Linked DNA regions of Gossypium hirsutum: region 1 is linked to region 2. The links are chromatin contacts, called in public Hi-C maps. All regions are on one chromosome and are shown on one strand. Each heading gives the region's core, a stretch centred on a gene start, on an enhancer-like site or on the middle of the called end of the contact. The rest is flanking DNA. Distances are from core to core; before and after follow the strand shown. Region 1 holds the start of LOC121202992 (putative ammonium transporter 1 member 5). Region 2 holds the start of LOC107897003 (S-adenosylmethionine decarboxylase proenzyme 4).

The links. A called contact is a pair of places that touch in the nucleus more often than the background predicts.
Region 1: a contact with region 2 is called in a Hi-C map of leaf, with 1.9 times the contacts expected there. The contact joins the promoter of LOC121202992 here to the promoter of LOC107897003 in region 2. A contact is called at or near these places in 3 of 34 Hi-C or Micro-C datasets (all in leaf).

The regions. Positions count from the first base shown.
Region 1 is chrA10:25,003,854-25,007,163 of Gossypium_hirsutum_v2.1, forward strand. It overlaps LOC121202992 (putative ammonium transporter 1 member 5), which reads right to left and starts at 1,311. Exons shown (of 1, transcript XM_041078509.1): 1 at 976-1,311. The coding sequence starts at 1,311. The coding sequence ends at 976. LOC107896997 (ammonium transporter 1 member 1) reads right to left here and starts at 1,593. Exons shown (of 1, transcript XM_016822326.2): 1 at 1-1,593. The coding sequence starts at 888.
Region 2 is chrA10:24,641,452-24,644,773 of Gossypium_hirsutum_v2.1, forward strand. LOC107897003 (S-adenosylmethionine decarboxylase proenzyme 4) reads right to left here and starts at 1,558. Exons shown (of 1, transcript XM_016822330.2): 1 at 1-1,558. The coding sequence starts at 1,008.

The DNA.
Region 1 (3,310 bases), core at 61-2,560, 360 kb after region 2:
TTTATGAAGAAAATAAAACAGGGTCCCCATTGTAGCACTCACCCACCCAACAATGACCAAAATCTGGATAATATGAGCAGCCAACAGCCTCCCTCCACCTCCCATAAACAAACCATATCGAACCGGCCTGCTGGGGTAGACTTCCCTCACATACTTTTCCGAAGCAAACAAAGCTGTAAAAATTAGCCCCAAAGCCCCACATCCACCATGCAATTGAGCCGCTCCTAATGGATCATCGTACCTCACTTTCTCGGCCAAATTGTTGCAACTGGTCAACACCCATGCAGCCACAAAGCCACAGATAATGGCAGCCCAGGGTTCAACAACAGAGCAGCCTGCTGTGATAGCAGCAAAACCACCAAGTAAACCACTGCAAACATCGGTCACATCCCAATGACTTGTCAAGATCCATTTCCCAAAAAGGGTAGTCAACGCCGACGTGCATCCGGCTAGAGTGGTGGTCACCGCTGTTCTCCCCACCGCACTCCACTGCCCATAATGGTTTCCAGAGGTGTACAAACCGGAGATTTTGTTAAATGAACCGGGGTTGAACCCATACCAACCGAACCAAAGTATGAAAGTTCCAAGAACAACAAGGGTTGCATTATGATCACGCAAGGCAACTGACCTGCCCCAAGAGTCGAAGCGGCCTATCCTTGGTCCTTCAATAAGTGCACCCCATAAACCGGCTACACCACCAACCATATGAACAACCCCTGAACCGGCAAAGTCAATAACCCCACTACCAAAGAGGAAGCCATTATCTACTCGAAAAGCAGTGGCCCAACCATCAGTCGCCCAAAACCAATGAGAAACAACAGGGTAAACAAAACCGGTTAAAAAAGATGAATGGATAAGATAAGCAACGAATTGGGTTCTTTCAGCCATGGAGCCACTAGCAATCCCGGCAGCTGAAACAGCAAAAGCCCAATGATAAAGGAAATTGCTCTAATCAAAGGAAGATGAAGGAATGGATTATAAGCCAAAATTGTGGCGACCAATGAAACCGCCATTGGAAGGGGAACCAAAGGCAAAAGCAAACCCGAAAAGGTAATAGAAGAGGCCAGCGATGGCGGCGTCGAGGACGTTAGTGAGCATGACGCTGATGGCGTTTTTGGCACGGACTGAGCCAGCGCAAAGCATGGCGAAGCCAAGTTGCATGAAGAAGTTAAGGTAAGCTGAGAAGAGAAGGTAAGTGTTGTCAACGGCAAAGGAAGCGTCACTGAACTTGTTGCATATGTAGTCAGCTGCCGCAATGGCGGTGGCGTTGGGGCAGAGGAGCGCAGCTAGGTCCGCTGAACAAGTTCCCATCGCCTAAAATGGTATAGAGAAATTCATGTTTATGGTTAATATGGGCAGCAATATCCACTCAAATACTCAATCATGAACTTGAGGAACAATTAAGCACAATGGATGTTAGTAGGGTATCCATTATCATTATAATATATTATCCCAATTGACTGGGTTGGATCTTTGTTTTTATCAGTCTCAACTTTCAAGCACTTGCACATCGGCATGGGTATAAAATTCACTCTTGTAAGAACTTTGTCATTTTCATTTTTGGGGAAGAACATATATAATGAGGCAAATACTTTCATAATTCGGTACAAAAACTCTTTCCTGTGATAAGAACGAAAAGTTAAAAGTTTTTCTATGGCTCACGTTCAGCCACTAAGTTTTTGTCATTTGGGAGTGCAAAATTAAAAGTACTGTAAGTACCATCTTCCTTCTCTTGTTTTAACCTCAAACCAAATTAGCCAAATCTTGAATTTGATTTCGTTGTTGCCATTAAAAAAATGTTTTTGAAAAGAGGGGTAGAAATATGATGTAAAAAATGTGTGTTTGTTAATTTTTAATATTCTCTATTGTTAGTTAAAGATCAAAATGCCTTTTTGACGTGTCGGTAAAAAGTTAAAAATTAGTTAAGTTATATTAAATTTAAATAATTTAAAATAATGGTGAATGAAGTATAAATTTTAAGTGCATAACTTATATTAGGTTATCATAAAAGACATATTTTTTAGACATTAATAAAATAGTTTTACGTTATTAAATTTTAAAGATAACAAAATATTATTATACACTCATCTATATTTACTATTTTCTTCATCTTAATTTAACCTTAATTAAATTTATTAAAATAATTAACTTTTAAAATTATAAACTAACATTTTTTCTTGTTCTACAATTTTTAATCATTTTGTTTTCTTCCCAAAGTTAATATTTTTTTATTTTTGTGCAATCAATTTTTTTAAAAAAAATATTAGTTTTTAGGCAGTGGGTTCTTTTTCCATTTTAAATTGTTTTCTATTTCATATTATACCTTTTTTCAAAGTAAAAATTATATTCCATTGAATCTTTAGTAATAAGAATTGTGTAAATTTTAAAGTTTTTGTTATGAATATCTTATTAAGTGGATGCCTATTAAGATAAAATCAATTTTGATGTACTTTAAATTCTAATAGTGATTAGAAGTAAATCTTTACTCATTTATATTTTTTATTCTTATAAATAGAGACTTTTGAGAAATATTGTAAAGATTCCGATTGATAAATAAAATACGCTCTCTTTTTTTCTCTTCCATCCTCTTTCTTCTTTCTTCTTTGTCTTTTATTTTATAACATGTTATCAGCACAATTATCTTTTAATTGTGTTTCTCCATAAGTCGCAAAAATATCCTCAAATTTACTGTTGTTGATTGCCTCCTAGAGTTGCTCTATTTCAATTGAAGCCTGCACACTATGGGTAATCATTAGAGCATTTAACCACTCAAGTACATGTAAGTCTCTAAATTTTTATGCCCTTTTATGCAAAGAAATTCATATAATCCTTACGTGTTATGTTTTTCTCCTTTATTGATTGATTTTTGGTAAAATTATTTTATGAAAAAAATTATTACTTAAAGGTTTCTTTTAAACTAAGATTCTTTTATTAAATTATAGTATGTATGATATTTGGATGATTAAAATTTTTTATGATTAAATTATTGTTATTAAATATGCTTGAAATTATTGTATCTTTTAAATTGAATTTATAATTTTTTTATTAGAGCATCATAAGATTTTATAACATATATGTAGTATTGAAATTTGGAACAATATGTATTGGATAACTTTCAAGCATTGTACACGAAAACTTTGTTTTTGTTTATTAAATGATTTTTTTTACTATTAGATTATAAATGTTATTACGGAAATAAAGTTGTTTTACTACTTGTAATAGTGCTCGTGATAATAGCCAAGGTGGTAACAATGATGTTAAAGAATCTCAGGTATATTTTACTATAATTTGTTTATTATATCATGTTTAT
Region 2 (3,322 bases), core at 308-2,807:
GAACGTTTGGTAGGAAATGGTACCGGCGGCAGGGAACTCATCCATTGCGAAACTCTGGCACTTGAGTCCAAGTGGTTGCAACGCACGCGCCACCTTCGTCCAAACCTCACGGCTACATCTACTCGTCGAAATTGAAACCGTCGCGGGCATGAAAACTCGAACAGCTTTCTTTAAGGTCTCAACGATATCATCCGGGTCCTCGCAAACCGATCCAACGCACTCGAAGCTAGCGTAACTAAACCCATCTTCAGGGGTAACATGGATGGTGGAGTAACGATCACCATCAATGCCATTCATGGAGTAACCACACGGATCAAACGCGAAGTCACATATGAAAGCTCCAGCGTTAATGGTGTCAATCCCCGTCAGCTCCGTCATGTCTCTGCCGGCTAAATCCCCTGTTTTGCTATCCCGGGAGAAGAACTTACGTGCAATGAGGCGGTCGAGTTCCGTCATGCAAACTTCGACGGTGAAAGTAGCATGAGAGGGATATTTCAATGGAGGCAAAAGGGTAGCGGTGAAAACATACCATGAATGAGCTGTTAACTTAGAAGGCATAACGGAGGCTTTTCGATAACAAAGATTGTCGGGGATATTATGTTCAATGTAAATGACTTCTTCTTGGAAGCTGGTGTGAGGGAAAGGTTGGGATTTGGGGAAGATGAAGTTACCTCTGGTGTAACTACAGGTTTGCAAAGTGAGGCCAAGATTGTTGGCAAAGTGGATCAATGGAGGGATTGATTTGAGAAGTTGGGTTGTCCCACAGGTTTTGATGATGATCTTTGTAGGGTAAACAAATAAGCTTGATTCAGACAAAACGTAAGCATCAAAGAAAGGGTTCCCAACAGCTGCTACAACAGTGCATTGGACAGCAAGTAAGACTTGCTCGAGTGATTCGAAATCAAGCAGCCTAAGCCCCAACATGTTGTTCCCATCATCATCATCAATATCCCCAAAGAAATGGAGCTCTAGGCGTTTCTCAAAACCTTCAAACCCTGAAACAGCCATTTCCAAATGACAAAAAAACCCAAAGACTGAAACAAGATTGAATTAATTAGATGGTGTAGAGGTGAGAGGTGTGGCATATCGGAATTTATAGGTGGCTTAAAGAGAGAGAGAGAGGAGGGAAGGGGGCATGCGATTGAGGCAACCAAGAATCATGATTGCAGGCATAATGAAGTGAATAAGATGATGATATGTTGTGAAATATTATCTCTTTTTTCCTTTTTTTTTTTTTTCTTGTGTGTGTGAGAGAAAGAATCAAATCTTTCTTTCGTTGTTTCATGAAAGAAAGAGATACAAAGGAACGGGATTTATGCCCACGCGCATGCATTTTTCAGGTTTTCTTTGTCATGCTCATGCACTCACTAGTCCCGCCTGCAACTCTCCAGTAACTTCCATTTGGCTCCATTCCAACATATTGGAGTACTGTTTCATTGTACAAAGAATGGTATTTTTGGGGGATAAATTATTAACAAGCCATTCTCATTTCAAAGTGTTTGGGTTGAATAATTCTGCTGGGTAGTAATTTAAGGAAGATGCTGTTGGGGGAACTGATTATGTATGTTTGAGGGAGGGGCCCTAACACAATAATCATAGGCATAATCCTTGTTTGTTCTTCAACATTTATATGAAAGTCTTAAGAATTTTGTCTCAGATTGATAGTTCACATGCATTACCTTTGATTTTTTTTTCCAACATTCACTGATGTCTGCTTCTTTCGTAACCAGAAAATTTATCCGTATGAATGTGGGATTTGGGTAAGCTTATATGAAAATTCTAGTCTTTCCGGGGTTTAGCATGGGATTATCAAATCATTGACAACTTTTTAGTGAGGTTTTTTCTTTAATTAGAAAAATTGTCAAAATGGACTCCATTGAAGAAAAAAATGATGAGGTCAAAACTTAAGGAAAATTTCTACTGTTATTAAGTGATTGGCATGAGAGAGTTTTAAAGAACAACAACGGCAACACTATTATAGGATGGACCAAATGTTTCAAAGCAGACCAAACAATCTTAATCATCAGTTTTGCAAATTAGAAATGAGTGGTCACACTTAATTCGCTATTTCATATATGTTCCCAAGTTGCTACAGGTTTTATTTATTAGGAAGCAAACAATATATATTATAACCTACAGAAATATTGATATATTATAAAAAAAAATACTCGTATTAAATTCAAAAATACCCATTTAAATTTGTATATATCCATAATTGTCACCCATATGAATTATGTTTCTTGGTTGAAGAATAGAAAGTTGAAAATGCTTTTATTATTATTATTAATGAATATGATCCTAAGCCCAGCAAATTAAAATGGACTAAAATAATGGAAATAGAGGTAATTAGTGCTTTGGGTAGCTTTTGGAAGTAGTTTCCTAATTGACTTAAACTACCTTCCTCGTGACATTTTTAAGTCTCCTTGGCTTTTAATTTAAGACTTTACACCAAAGATTACTATAATAATAATAGTAATAATACTGCATGATAAGCTCCAAGAAAGCTTCCCATGAAGAAGTATATATGGAGAGATACATGAATAAACATAAGAGTAGATGAATTCAAAAATTATCTTGGTTGATTTTTGCTTTCAATTTTACAGGTGAGGTTAAATCTAATTTAATTATATTAAATAATTATAATTTTATTGATACAGACACTACAGCAAAACTGGTTTTTAGCGGCGTTTGAATGAAAAACGCCACTAAGGAACGAGCATTAGTGGCGCTTCCCAAAAACGCCGCTAAAGATTGAGTTTTAGCGGCGCATTTCTAAAAACGCCGCTATATGTACACCTTTAGCGGCGCTTTTTAGAAAGCGTCGCAAAAAAATAACACAACGACGTTGGTGGCTTTAGCGGCGCTTTCTAAAAACGCTACTAAAGATCGAGTATTAGCGGCGCTTTTCTAAAAACGCCGCTATATGTCCACCTTTAGCGGCGCCTTTTAGAAAACGCCGCTAAAGATCAAGCATTAGCGGCGTTCTCTAAAAAGCGCCGCTAAAGAATTTTGTAAAACGCACAGATTTTTGTGACTTTAGTGGTGCTTTTTTAAGAAACGCCGCTATAAGTACACCTTTAGCGGCGCTTTTTAAAAAACGCCGCTAATGCTCGATCTTTAGCGGCGTTTTTTGAAAAACGCCACAAAAATAGAAAAAATTAAAATAATATTATTTAATATAATTTTAAAGATTTTTGGTATATGACTAATTGTTTTTAATTTATATGTTAATTATTTTCTTATATAATTGTAAATGAGATAGTATTAATTTTAAAATATTGAATTAATTATCATTATATTTTAGGGTTTACGGTATATGGTT